Regions from separate parts of the Mus musculus genome. Here region 1 is linked to region 2. The links are chromatin contacts, called in public Hi-C maps. All regions are on one chromosome and are shown on one strand. Each heading gives the region's core, a stretch centred on a gene start, on an enhancer-like site or on the middle of the called end of the contact. The rest is flanking DNA. Distances are from core to core; before and after follow the strand shown.

Region 1 (5,082 bases), core at 829-3,328, 180 kb after region 2:
TTGGGCGTTTTATCCAGCTTTTGTTTTAAATATTGGAATGTACGTTAACAGTTTTCCCATTACTCATGAGCAAGTTAACTTTCAGGCCCAAATGTGCTTTTTTTTTTTTTTCCTTTTTAACCCATTTTCAATGAAAATTAATGACAGTTCCAATTTAAGGACCCAAAACGCGTCAACTAGGTACGCGATTCGGCTTCCAATTTAAGGACCCAAAACGCGTCAACTAGGTACGCGATTCGGCTTCCACTTTAAGAGACCTATTTCGGCTTCAAAACACCACAGTTCGATACAAGTTTTAAACATGCTCAGCCATCAAATGAAACGAAATGCACTGGGCTTTCGGCCTTAATTACAAAACGACACAAAACACAACTCCTGGAGAGTTAACTACCCCAAACACAACTTAACTCTCCACCCTTGCCTAAACGCAGCACCTTCGCAGTTCACCTGGCCCGGACCTGTTTGAAACACACCCACTTTGCACTATTCCTATTAGAAAAGCCATGCACTTCTCTTCCAAAATGAAAAGTCTTGGTCGACACCTAAGAGGGGGACATGGGGTAGGTGGGTGGTAATTCTTTGGAGATGCGCAACGGACTCTCTCCGCAGTTCCAAATAGGGACTAAAAGGTCGGCTAAGCGTCCTTTGCCTCCTCCCGGAGATTTTCCGTTTGCCCAGCTCGCCCTAGAGACCCGGGAGATAGGGGACAGTCCGCCTCCGGCCCCCGGCCAAGGCCATCGCAACCGAGCGGCGGAATTACAAAGGAGGACCGCGGCCGCCTTTGTCCTGCATCTGGCATCGGAGCGCCCTCGTCGTCACTGGCTTCTCCTTCCCCCGCCCCCAGCTCCCCCTGTCTCAACCCTGGAGTCTGCGTCAGCAGCCCCTCGCAGCCCCGCCGGCCCCAGGTAGTCCCTTCGAGAGCACCGGAGGCCCCGGTGGGTGGCCGGGCCCGCCGAGCGCCATTTCCACCCGGAGCGCGTCCCGCTTTCCCGGCTCGCTGAGCTCCCCACCCTCATCCCTACCGGAGAGCTCGGATCTCCCGCCCGCACTCTCTCCTGCCGGACACTTTCCCGTAAGCCGGAGGCGACAAAGTAGCCCGAGCGGGGGAAAGGCGGGAAGGCGACCCGACCGCTACCGGCCCCCAAGATGGCGGCAGCCGAGCGGCGGGGGAGAGCGAGCGAGCGGCCACTCCGCGTTCCCTCACCCGCTCCCGGGCTCTTCGTCCTTCTCCCGACTCCGCTGTCGGCACCGCCGGCCCAACCTACCCCCCCTTCTACTTCAGATACCCTGTGGGGCGTAAGCAACGCCTACACCGACGCTCGCGCGGGTCTGGTCGCGGGCAGGGACGCCTGGCTCGCCCGCTGCTGAGCGCTCGCCACAACGGTTCGGCTCCCTCGCTCCCCTCAACCGTCTCCCGCCGCGCCAACCGCTCTAGGAGCTGCGCAGCCGAGCGACTGCCGAGGGGGGATGGGAGGGGGGCGAGAGAGAGGGAGGGGGCAGGGCCGACTGCCCAGGCCCACCCCCTCTCTGCCGCGCTGCTCTCGCGATACTTGAGTGACAGCGTGGTCTCCCAGGGGGCGGGGCGCAGCGCACCTGCGCACTCGGGACCTGCCCGGTTGCCACCGTGGTGGGCGTGGAGTCGCAGCGAGTGGGCTGTGGCGGACTCCGTTGGCTCCCGCCGACCGACCAACCCTCTGAACCCCGGAGCTCACGTTTGTCCCTCCCCACGGGCCTCTGAGGAGCCGTGGTCACGCGGTTTGCTAAGTTTCTTATCTGCTCCACTGGGAATAGATCCCACAAAGGCCCCCGCGCGGAAGGAGCCACGTGGTTTCTGTCACCCCGCCCCCCAACCCGGGGACGGCTTTGCTGGTCCACCATATTTGCATTATGCAATCAGAAAAAAAGATGAATGTTGCGCCTGCGAAGATACAAAGCGTCTAAACCCAGCAGGATTCCCGTCCTAGCCTGGGGCATCCCCTTTGTTCCCCTGCGTAGGCAGCCTTGGCGCCTTGATTGGTTTCCTACCTGCCAGGTTCGGTTTTTCTCTCCATTAAACCCGGGTGACGGGTCTGTGGTTCACGGCAATAGACTTTATCTAAGTAAGAGTTTGGTATTCCTAAAAATTGTGCTCGCAGGAGACACCTAAAAAAACCGCATGTGGAGGTTCTGTCGTGCTACCAAGATTGCTCCCGACCCGTTTATGGCTTTTTTAAAGTTGTAACACAAATTGCACATGGAAAGGCTGTGGGAAGGTGGAGGGCCACCCTGGTGTTGAGAGACTTGGGAGAGCAAAGCTAATTAAGGTGGGTACGGACAGCAGAGGGCGAAAAGAGGCCGGGCTGGACAGACTAAGGCTGTGAACGTGGATGGGGCTGGGTTGGAATCACCCTTCAGTGTGCATCCAAAGATTTCTTTGTGCTACAAACACTGGGAAGTCCATGTGGAGTGGAGTAGTGGCAGTGTGGAAGGTTGGATTTGATTTACTATGAATTTTTATTTATGTTTATACTAGAGCCAAGAGGCCAATGACTTTCTTGTATGGAAACTTGTATTTCACGGCTTTAATTCATCTTCAAACCTACTTGAAAGTCTTTAGTACTCTACTGATTTTATAGCCCAAAATATCCTTCAGAGAAGGGGGGGGGGGCGCAGTGTGCTTATACTTACAGACAGGAAAATCAAAGTATGTTCTAGAAGCCGTCATAGCTCAGGTTTATTAAGTACTTCCTGAAATGGCATGGTAAGCAGTTCCTTGTCTTTGTTCTTGGGTAGCCAAGGATGTCCTTGAACTCCTGACCCTCTGTGTCTCCATAGCCTTACAAAGTGGTATTTCACAGATGCAGTCCCTAGTCCCACAAGAGTGAAAATAATTACACTTGATAACACTAAACTCTTTTATGTGGTGACAAGTTAGTGGCTTACTGGCCAGACACTTGCTGAAGCTTGGTTATTTTATTGTTACTTTAATCCCCTAAAGTTACCCCACCCCCTCCTTTTAATAGCTGGGGGTTGATTTAGAGCCCAAAGTATGTTCTCTTTTTTAAAAAAGTAACTGGTTTAGCTGGGTAGTGGTGCACACCTTTAATCCCAGCACTCGGGAGGCAGAGGCAGTTGGATCTCTTTGTTGGAGGCCAGCCTGGTCTTCAGAGTGAGTTCCTGGACAGCCAGGGCTACACTGAGAAACACTGCCTCTGGGCGGTGGGGTGGAGGGGGTAACAAACCTAAAGGGAACTGGCTTATTAGCAGTACTCCAAGCTGAACTCTTAGGATGAAACCTTCCCAGGGCCTTTCTTCTATTGGGTTTTAATTACATGGCTCCTTTACCTTTCACTCTTTCAACATGATTGGGTAGGTGGAATTCTGTAATCCCTTTTCCTCTTCCCCTGGAATTCAGTCTGCTTACAGCATGAATGAATTTGGCATTCTTTGCACACACTTTGTGTGGTTATCGGCCACAATCCTCAATTCGTTTTGATGGCTCTAATGTATGACTTTTCAACCAATGCTGACATTTCTTTGGAGGCGTGTCTCTGTCATTTCTTTGGAGGCGTGTCTCTGTCATTTCTTTGTGGTGAGTGCCGGTTACCACTATGAAGATTTAGGTCTTCAAATTAGTACTCCAGGCCTTTTGCCCTTTTGTTACAGCAAGTAGGGAAGTTTTCATTTAAAGAGGCATTTGACCATGGTAAAGGTAATTTGTATTAGCTTCTTAGTTTACTAATTTTCCTTAAAAAAAAAAAAAAAAAAAAAAAAAAAAAGAACCTGCTCCTTCCTCACCCAGTTGAATCCTGTTGTAAAGCTTGGTGTGATTGGACCCTGCTGTTCCGGGGATGCCTACAGAATTGTTTCCAGATTGATCTCTAAGGAATTGTTTCCATGGAGACGGTTACAACTCGGGGCTCCCAGCTGCTTTTTTCACCTCCCCTCTCTTTTTTCCTTGCCCCCTCTCCTTTCCCCACTTCCTCCCCCCCTCTCTCTTTCATGTGCTCTCCTGTTAGAATAGAGGTCAGAGGGACCCTGAAGTCCATCTTTGTTATAGTGTATAAAGAGAAAAGATGAAGCAGGAGAAGGAAATGGAAATGCCCACAGCTCCTGGAGGAAAACAATCCGAGGCTCAGTCACCCTGCGTCACTCCATCAGAATAAAGGGAGTAGGAAAATTCCATGCAGGACCTTCGGGGAAATGAAAGAAATTGAGAGTGCATTCTCTTGGGGGCAGACAGAGCACATTAGCTAAAAAGTAGTCTACCGTCGGTGTTCATAGATCCCTAATGATACTGCAGATCATTCTGCCTGCATGAAAACAAGCCAAGAACAAAACAGTCCACAGCATTGTATTGGAGTTGTGTCTAGTCTGTGTTTAAGGGCTTTGGAACATCAACTCTGACAGGGCTTTGTGAAGGATTCCTTCTTTGGCTTATGAACTAAATATCTGATGACTTTAAAAGAGCGAACACCTTCTTCACATAGCCACCACTGTTTCTCGACAAGGCTTTCAAAGATTTCATTTTCGAGAGTTTGTTAAAATTACTTCCCTGGTAACTATGGAAACGAGAAGACCTCATCTAGTATGATACTAAGTAGACAAATGGTACCTAACAGCAGGAGGCCCGGAACCCAGTCATTCTCCATATTTGAGAGTACCGGTGCTTGTGTGCACATGGAGACCAACCCACAAGCAGCTTCAGGTTTTGGTTTTTTTAACACTGTGTGTGTGTGTGTGTGTGTGTGTGTGTGTGTGTGTGTGTGTAGTGCAGGGTACAGGTGTGAGGTTCAGGTCTCTCCATTCTGTCTGTCTATCACTCGGAGTCTGGGGTATCAAACCCATGGCATTAAGGCTTGGCAGTAAGCTCCTTTAGCTGCTGAGCCATCTACCTGTCCCCACCATACACCTCTTAATATGACAGGGACTCTCACTGGTCTACGGTTTGCTTAGGCTCGGTTGGCTGGCCAGCAAGCCCCAAGAGATTCTCCTGTCTCTGCCCCCATGACCAGCTTCTTTTCCGTGGATCAAACGCCTGTCCTCATGCTTGGAAGGCACCCACCCTTCCTAGCGTGCTTGTATCCTCAGACCTCCTTTCTC
Region 2 (5,663 bases), core at 1,187-3,686:
CACAACATTGTGATCCCTCACTGCAGAGACAAAGAGAAGAGGATAGTTACAAGCCCGAGGATAGCCTGGTCTCCATAGGCAATTCCAGACCAGCGAGGGATTTTCAACCTGACTATGCCTCAAAGACCAAAGACAAAAGGCACAGAGTTACAGAGGCCCACAGAAACACCTGTAATTAATTTAAATCACATTCTAAATCAGTGCATTCAATTATGATTTCAATATGTAATCAATTTTTTAAAAACTATCAGATTTTAGCTGAGAATCGACTCAGTTAACTCTGCGCACGAATGAGGACTCTGGTGAACTGCTAACCTGATAAGTTTTCTTGAGGGCAAAATAAGCCAATTAAAGTCAAATTAAAGTATAAAGGCAGCTTTACTGGGGACAGCTCTCAGATGTGTTCACCGGTCCCAAATGGGGGAAAGCCCAGGACCTAGGCTGGAAAATTCAGGGTAAAGGACGGGATATGCCAGCCATACCCTGTAACAGGTAGGGGCTGAGGCATGCTGGGAGAACCTAGAGGCCAGGTGCTCTTTGGTTAGACAGGCTCCTCGGCTGCTTGTCCCAGGTCTGCAATCCAACATTGACCTCCAGAATGTGCGCGCCTTCAAATACTGGGACTGTGACCATGTGTCACTTTATGTTAACTCTGGGGGTCAAACAGGGCCTTGTGGGTGCTAGACATGCACTCTACGTACGACGGGAGCTTCATTCACCCCAAGAAACCTGAAGCCTGTGAGGTTCACAGTGTAACTTATACCTTGAGAGCACTCACACCCAATGCTAAACTTTCAGTATTTAATGTAAGACATAGACAGGGCGTGGTGGCCCACACCTGCAGTCAGAGGCAGGAAAGCAGTTCAAGATGACCCCCTACTGCTCAGGAAGTTCTAGTTTAACCCGAACTACATACATCCTGCAGGTGACTATATCCAAGTCTAGTGACCCAAGTTCCATTCCTGTGACAAATGTTGCAGAGAACTGAATCCATGAATTGACCTCTGACCTCCACATATCTCCTGTGTCATATTTGTAGTTTTGTTTATGTTGTCCTTGATAAATTTAAACCTAGCATCAAGCCAGGCATAATGGTGCAGGCCTTGAATCCCAGCACTCAGGAGGCAGAGTCAGATGAATCTACACCACGAGTTCAAGGACAGCCAGGGTTACATTGTGAGACCCTGTCTTCAAACACAAAGAACAAAGACCCAAGTAAAGAAGCTGGGCATATGCCTTTAATCCCAGCATTAGGGAGACTGGGGCAGGTGGAACTGTGAGTTTGAGGCCAGCCTGCTCTACAAAAATGAGTCCAGGACAGCCAGGGCTAAAAGGGACAAAACAAAGTCAGAGTAAACAAATCTCAAAAACAAATTGAAAAGTTTTTTTTTTGTTTTTATTAAATAATATAATGTATGGCGTATTGGTCTTGACTCTCTTGTCACTCTACCCAGATGGTCCAAAATTACAGGGACCATCTACCACCGTCACTCACTTTTCCCCGTCTCCCACTGCCCGGTCCCTTTCCACGGTGCAGGTTCTACATCCTCGGGCATGTCTACCGATTCAGATAGCAGAGAAACTTCCTCCCGACCTGCAGCCCCACCGATGAATACAAAGGACAAAGGCAAGGAAGAAAGGATGACCACAGGACCACTCCTCGGATGTCTAGTGCTCACCCAGATGCTGTGTTCACAGGCACTACTCAAACTTCTGGACGACACATGATGCTGGGAGTGCAGGGGCAAACTGCCGCATCTGGCATTATTTGGATGAGATAGCAACACACACCATCTTTATAAGACCTATAAATATGGGCTGGAGAGCCTTCTCAGCAGTTAAGAGAACTGCTCTTCCAGAGAACCCAGGTTTGATTCCCAGCATCTACATGCTGGCTCACAATGTGATACAGACATGCATGGAAGCAAAATGCCCATACACATGTAATATACCTCACGGATAAATATGCACAGTATGTTTTAAGGATGGGATGGGGTAGCCAGGCATGGTGGCGCACACCTTTAATCCCAGCACTTGGGAGGCAGAGGCAGGCAGATTTCTGAGTTCGAGGCCAGCCTGGTCTACAGAGTGAGTTCCAGGACAGCCAGGGCTATACAGAGAAACCCTGTCTTGAAAAACCAAAAAAAAAAAAAAAAAAAAAAAAAAGGATGGGATGGGGGTGATATGTGTCTTAACACATGGACCACATGGACCTCATGCCTTGATTTGTATAATTACTACACATAATTACCCTAAAATGTCTTTGTAAAACAATGTCAGTTTAATTACAGGAACATAAAGAAAATATATTCTTTAGCGTTATGCTCTGAATCACTTAAGTTTGAGAACAGCTTGGGCCGCAAGTGAAGCGGGGTTGGCAGTGTGGAGGAGAGGAGAGGCAGTTAGGAATGTAGCCCACTTGGTGGAGCGATTGCATGCCTAATGTGCTCGATAGCCTGGATTCAATCCCCATAAACCACAGGTGTTCCTTGGCCTATGCCTGTAATCTCAGCCCTGGGGAGGAGGGGGCAGGATGACCATCAGGAACGGTTGGGAGAGGTCCTCAGCAGCCTGGGCTCTGTGACAAATCAAAACAGGATTGTGAGTTGCCTTAATTCTCACGGCAAGCATCTCACTAAACATTGATGTTATATAATCGGGGAACCTGTAGAGATCAGCACATAGTTTAGGAGGCTTTTTTATGACCACAACACACTGCTTATTCCACTCTTCTTGGAACACTGCTAAATGAGCTTTTCGGGCCAAATCTAGTAGTCTTTTGGTGTGCTGCCAACCATGGACACGAGGGCAGAAGAAATGAATCAAACCTTCAAAACCACAAGTTGCTGGCACGACGAAGACTCAGCACGGGCTCAGTAGCAATGAGGCCCCTGCTCCAAACCCCTGGGTATTTTATCTGCAAAAGTAGTGCAGGCCCAAGCACATCAGCTTGGGATACAGCCGTCCTATAGACAGTGAAAGCTGATTAAACAATCAGTGAAGAGCAGGGCTAGGTGACTTAACTGCAGAGAAGCTCTCTCAAGATATCCATACAGCAATACATCCTCGGGTAGCAATTGCTGGGCATTGTTTTTTAAAACTTTCAGGCCTGGGATTCAAAGCCCTGAAGCGAGATTCAAAACTAAACTCCAGCCTAGGAGAGTTGCTCAGCCCTTAATGCAGCCCTTAACTCTATATGGATTTTAGTGAGGTCCAGGACAGCCAGGGATGCAGAGAGAAACCCTGTCTTAAGAAAAACAAAAAACAGCTGGGCGTGGTGGTGCACGCCTTTAATCCCAGCACTTGGGAGGCAGAGGCAGGCAGATTTCTGAGTTCAAGGCCAGCCTGGACTACAAAGTGAGTTCCAAGACAGCCAAGACTATACAGAGAAACCCTGTCTCGAAAAACCAAAACCAAACCAAACCAAACCAAACAAACCCTAGTATCAAATAGCAAAAACAATTATTGATCTAGTGAATAAGTTTGACATTATACACCCTAAAATAAGGAAGCTTGTGTAAGTACAGTACACAATTACACATACATGTAATAAAATACAGAGCGAAAACCTTACACTAAAAACAGTTCTACTAGGGGGTTGGAAGGAAGGCTCTGTGAGTAAAGATGATTGCCACCAAGTATGAATACCTCAGTGAAACTAGTAAAAAGTGTCCTTGGATCTCCATATGGTACGTCAACACAGGTCAGTCAACATGTGTGCATGCATGGGCGCTCACACAAACTAACACACTCACACATAAACAGAACAGGTGAATAAAATGTAAAACAAATAATAAACCCATGGAACTATTACAAGGAAAGCAAGAACTGGCTCAATGAACCACTTGCAGTAACTGGGTGATACATAATTGTAGTAGCTGTGGGCAATCAAGGCTGACATTCAGAGAAAGAACCGCGAGAAAGGCATTTGAAATGACAGTAAGCAGCAAATCACACTGTATGTATGCACTTGGGATTATAAAAACAACACGAGAGCTGGCTAAGAGAGCCTGTTGCTCTGTGGAAGATCTGGGTTCGGTTCCCAGCATCCACATCTAGCAGCTTACAACTGCCTGTAACTACACACACACACACACACACACACACACACACACACAAACAGTTTGGTGCAATTTTATAAACCCAGCACTTTAGAGGTGGAACTAGGAGAAGCAGGTCAAGGCCAACCTATGCTACACAGTAGGACCTTTCTCAAAATGGCAAAGGGGCGGGGGTAGTGAAATAGCCTCATTACACATTCTACAAAGTCACCTTGACCCTGAGGCATGAAAATAGTGGGAAGCCTCAGATCTGATACCCCCTTGACATTGAACTGTAGCAGGCTGCATCCAGTTCCTTACTAATAGCCAACGTGCAGAAGAATATCTGATGCAGAGGCATTGCTCTGCAACTGGGAGGCTAAGTAAGTTATCAAGGAGCCAGCTGAGAGGACCACATCTACTCCAACTCTGAGTGATAGGATCTCTCTCTGTCTCTCTCTTTCTCTCTAGGAGATGAGGCTATCCTATTATTCCCTCCAACCCACACATCCCTTCTATCCACAGCCACATAGAACTGCGGGAGAACATGAAGACCTTGGGTTTATAAACTCTAATCAGAGGCCATTGAATTTTTTGTGAGTATGAGGCCAGCCCATCCTACATAGAAAGCCCTAGATATCCATAATCCCAAATAGAGTTGAAGAAAAATTGTCCTCTGATCTCCTTCCTACCTCAAGAGCTAGAACTTTGCATGTAGCTCACCTCTGGAAAGGAAACTACTATTACAAAGAAATGTGATGGATGTGGATGCTCTCAGCCAACCTTTGGCCTGAGCACAAGGTCCCTAATGAAGGAGCTAGAGAAAGGACCAAAGGAACTGAAGGAGCTTGCAGCCCCATAGGAGGAACAACAATATGAATCAACCGGTACCCCCCAGAGCTCCCAGGAACTAAACCACCAACCAAGAGTACACATGGCTTCAGCTGCATATGTAGCAGAGGATGGCCTTGTTGAACAGTGGGAGGAGAGGCCCTTGGTCCTGTGAAGGCTCGATACCCCACTATAGGGGGATGCCTGGGCCAGGAAGTAGTAGTGGGTGGGTTGGTGAGCAAGGGGAGGGTGGATGGGATAGGTGGTTTTCGGAGGGGAAACCAGGAAAGGGGATAACATTTGAAATGTAAATAAAGAAAATATTTAAAAGAAAGAAAGAAAGAAAGAAAGAAAGAAAGAAAGAAAGAAAGGAAGAAAGAAAGAAAGAAAGAGAGAGAGAGAGAGAGAGAGAGAGAGAGAGAGAGAGAAAGAAAGGAAGAAAGAAAGAAAGAAAGAAAGAAAGAAAGAAAGAAAGAAAGAAAGAAAGAAAGAAAGAAAGAAAGGAAGGAAAGGTGATCCATGAGTCAAGATCAAGTTTACCCCCTTTCTTTGGTTTGTTTACAAAAACATGTACATCCTAAATAAAGCAGGGTGCTGTTGCTCCCAACTATAAACCCAGGCCTGGGGAGGAGGAGACAGGACACTGAGTTTGTACTGAATTTGAGGAATGCCTCTGCTGTCTACACAATGAGTTTCAGGCCAGCCTGGACTATATGTAGAGGACGCAACTTTCCTCAAAACAAAATCTAATAACCCAACTGTTGTTTTTAGCCAAGCCTGGTGGGTGACTCT

What was found. Hi-C and Micro-C count contacts between places; a contact is called where the count stands out from the background.
Region 1: a Hi-C map of uterus shows a contact between it and region 2, with 2.1 times the contacts expected there. The contact joins the promoter of Pbld2 here to the enhancer-like site in region 2. A contact is called at or near these places in 1 of 484 Hi-C or Micro-C datasets (uterus), 1 of 115 datasets of contacts at active chromatin or transcription factors (bone marrow-derived macrophages) and 2 of 9 other capture datasets (adipose tissue and pancreatic islet).

What each region holds. Positions count from the first base shown.
Region 1 is chr10:63,022,434-63,027,515 of GRCm38.p6, forward strand. It overlaps Pbld2 (phenazine biosynthesis-like protein domain containing 2), which reads left to right and starts at 2,079. Exons shown (of 10, transcript NM_026085.2): 1 at 2,079-2,303. It overlaps Hnrnph3 (heterogeneous nuclear ribonucleoprotein H3), which reads right to left and starts at 1,416. Exons shown (of 10, transcript NM_001079824.1): 1 at 1,287-1,416.
Region 2 is chr10:62,844,720-62,850,382 of GRCm38.p6, forward strand. All of the region lies in intron 3 of Tet1 (tet methylcytosine dioxygenase 1), which reads right to left. Among named protein-coding and RNA genes, the nearest start is that of Gm51805, 18 kb to the right of the region's middle. Within about 2 kb of position 2,437, at least 38 of the 459 cell types and tissues checked have an H3K27ac peak or open chromatin away from gene starts, as enhancers often do. A contact at or near this core is called in uterus, where this site is marked.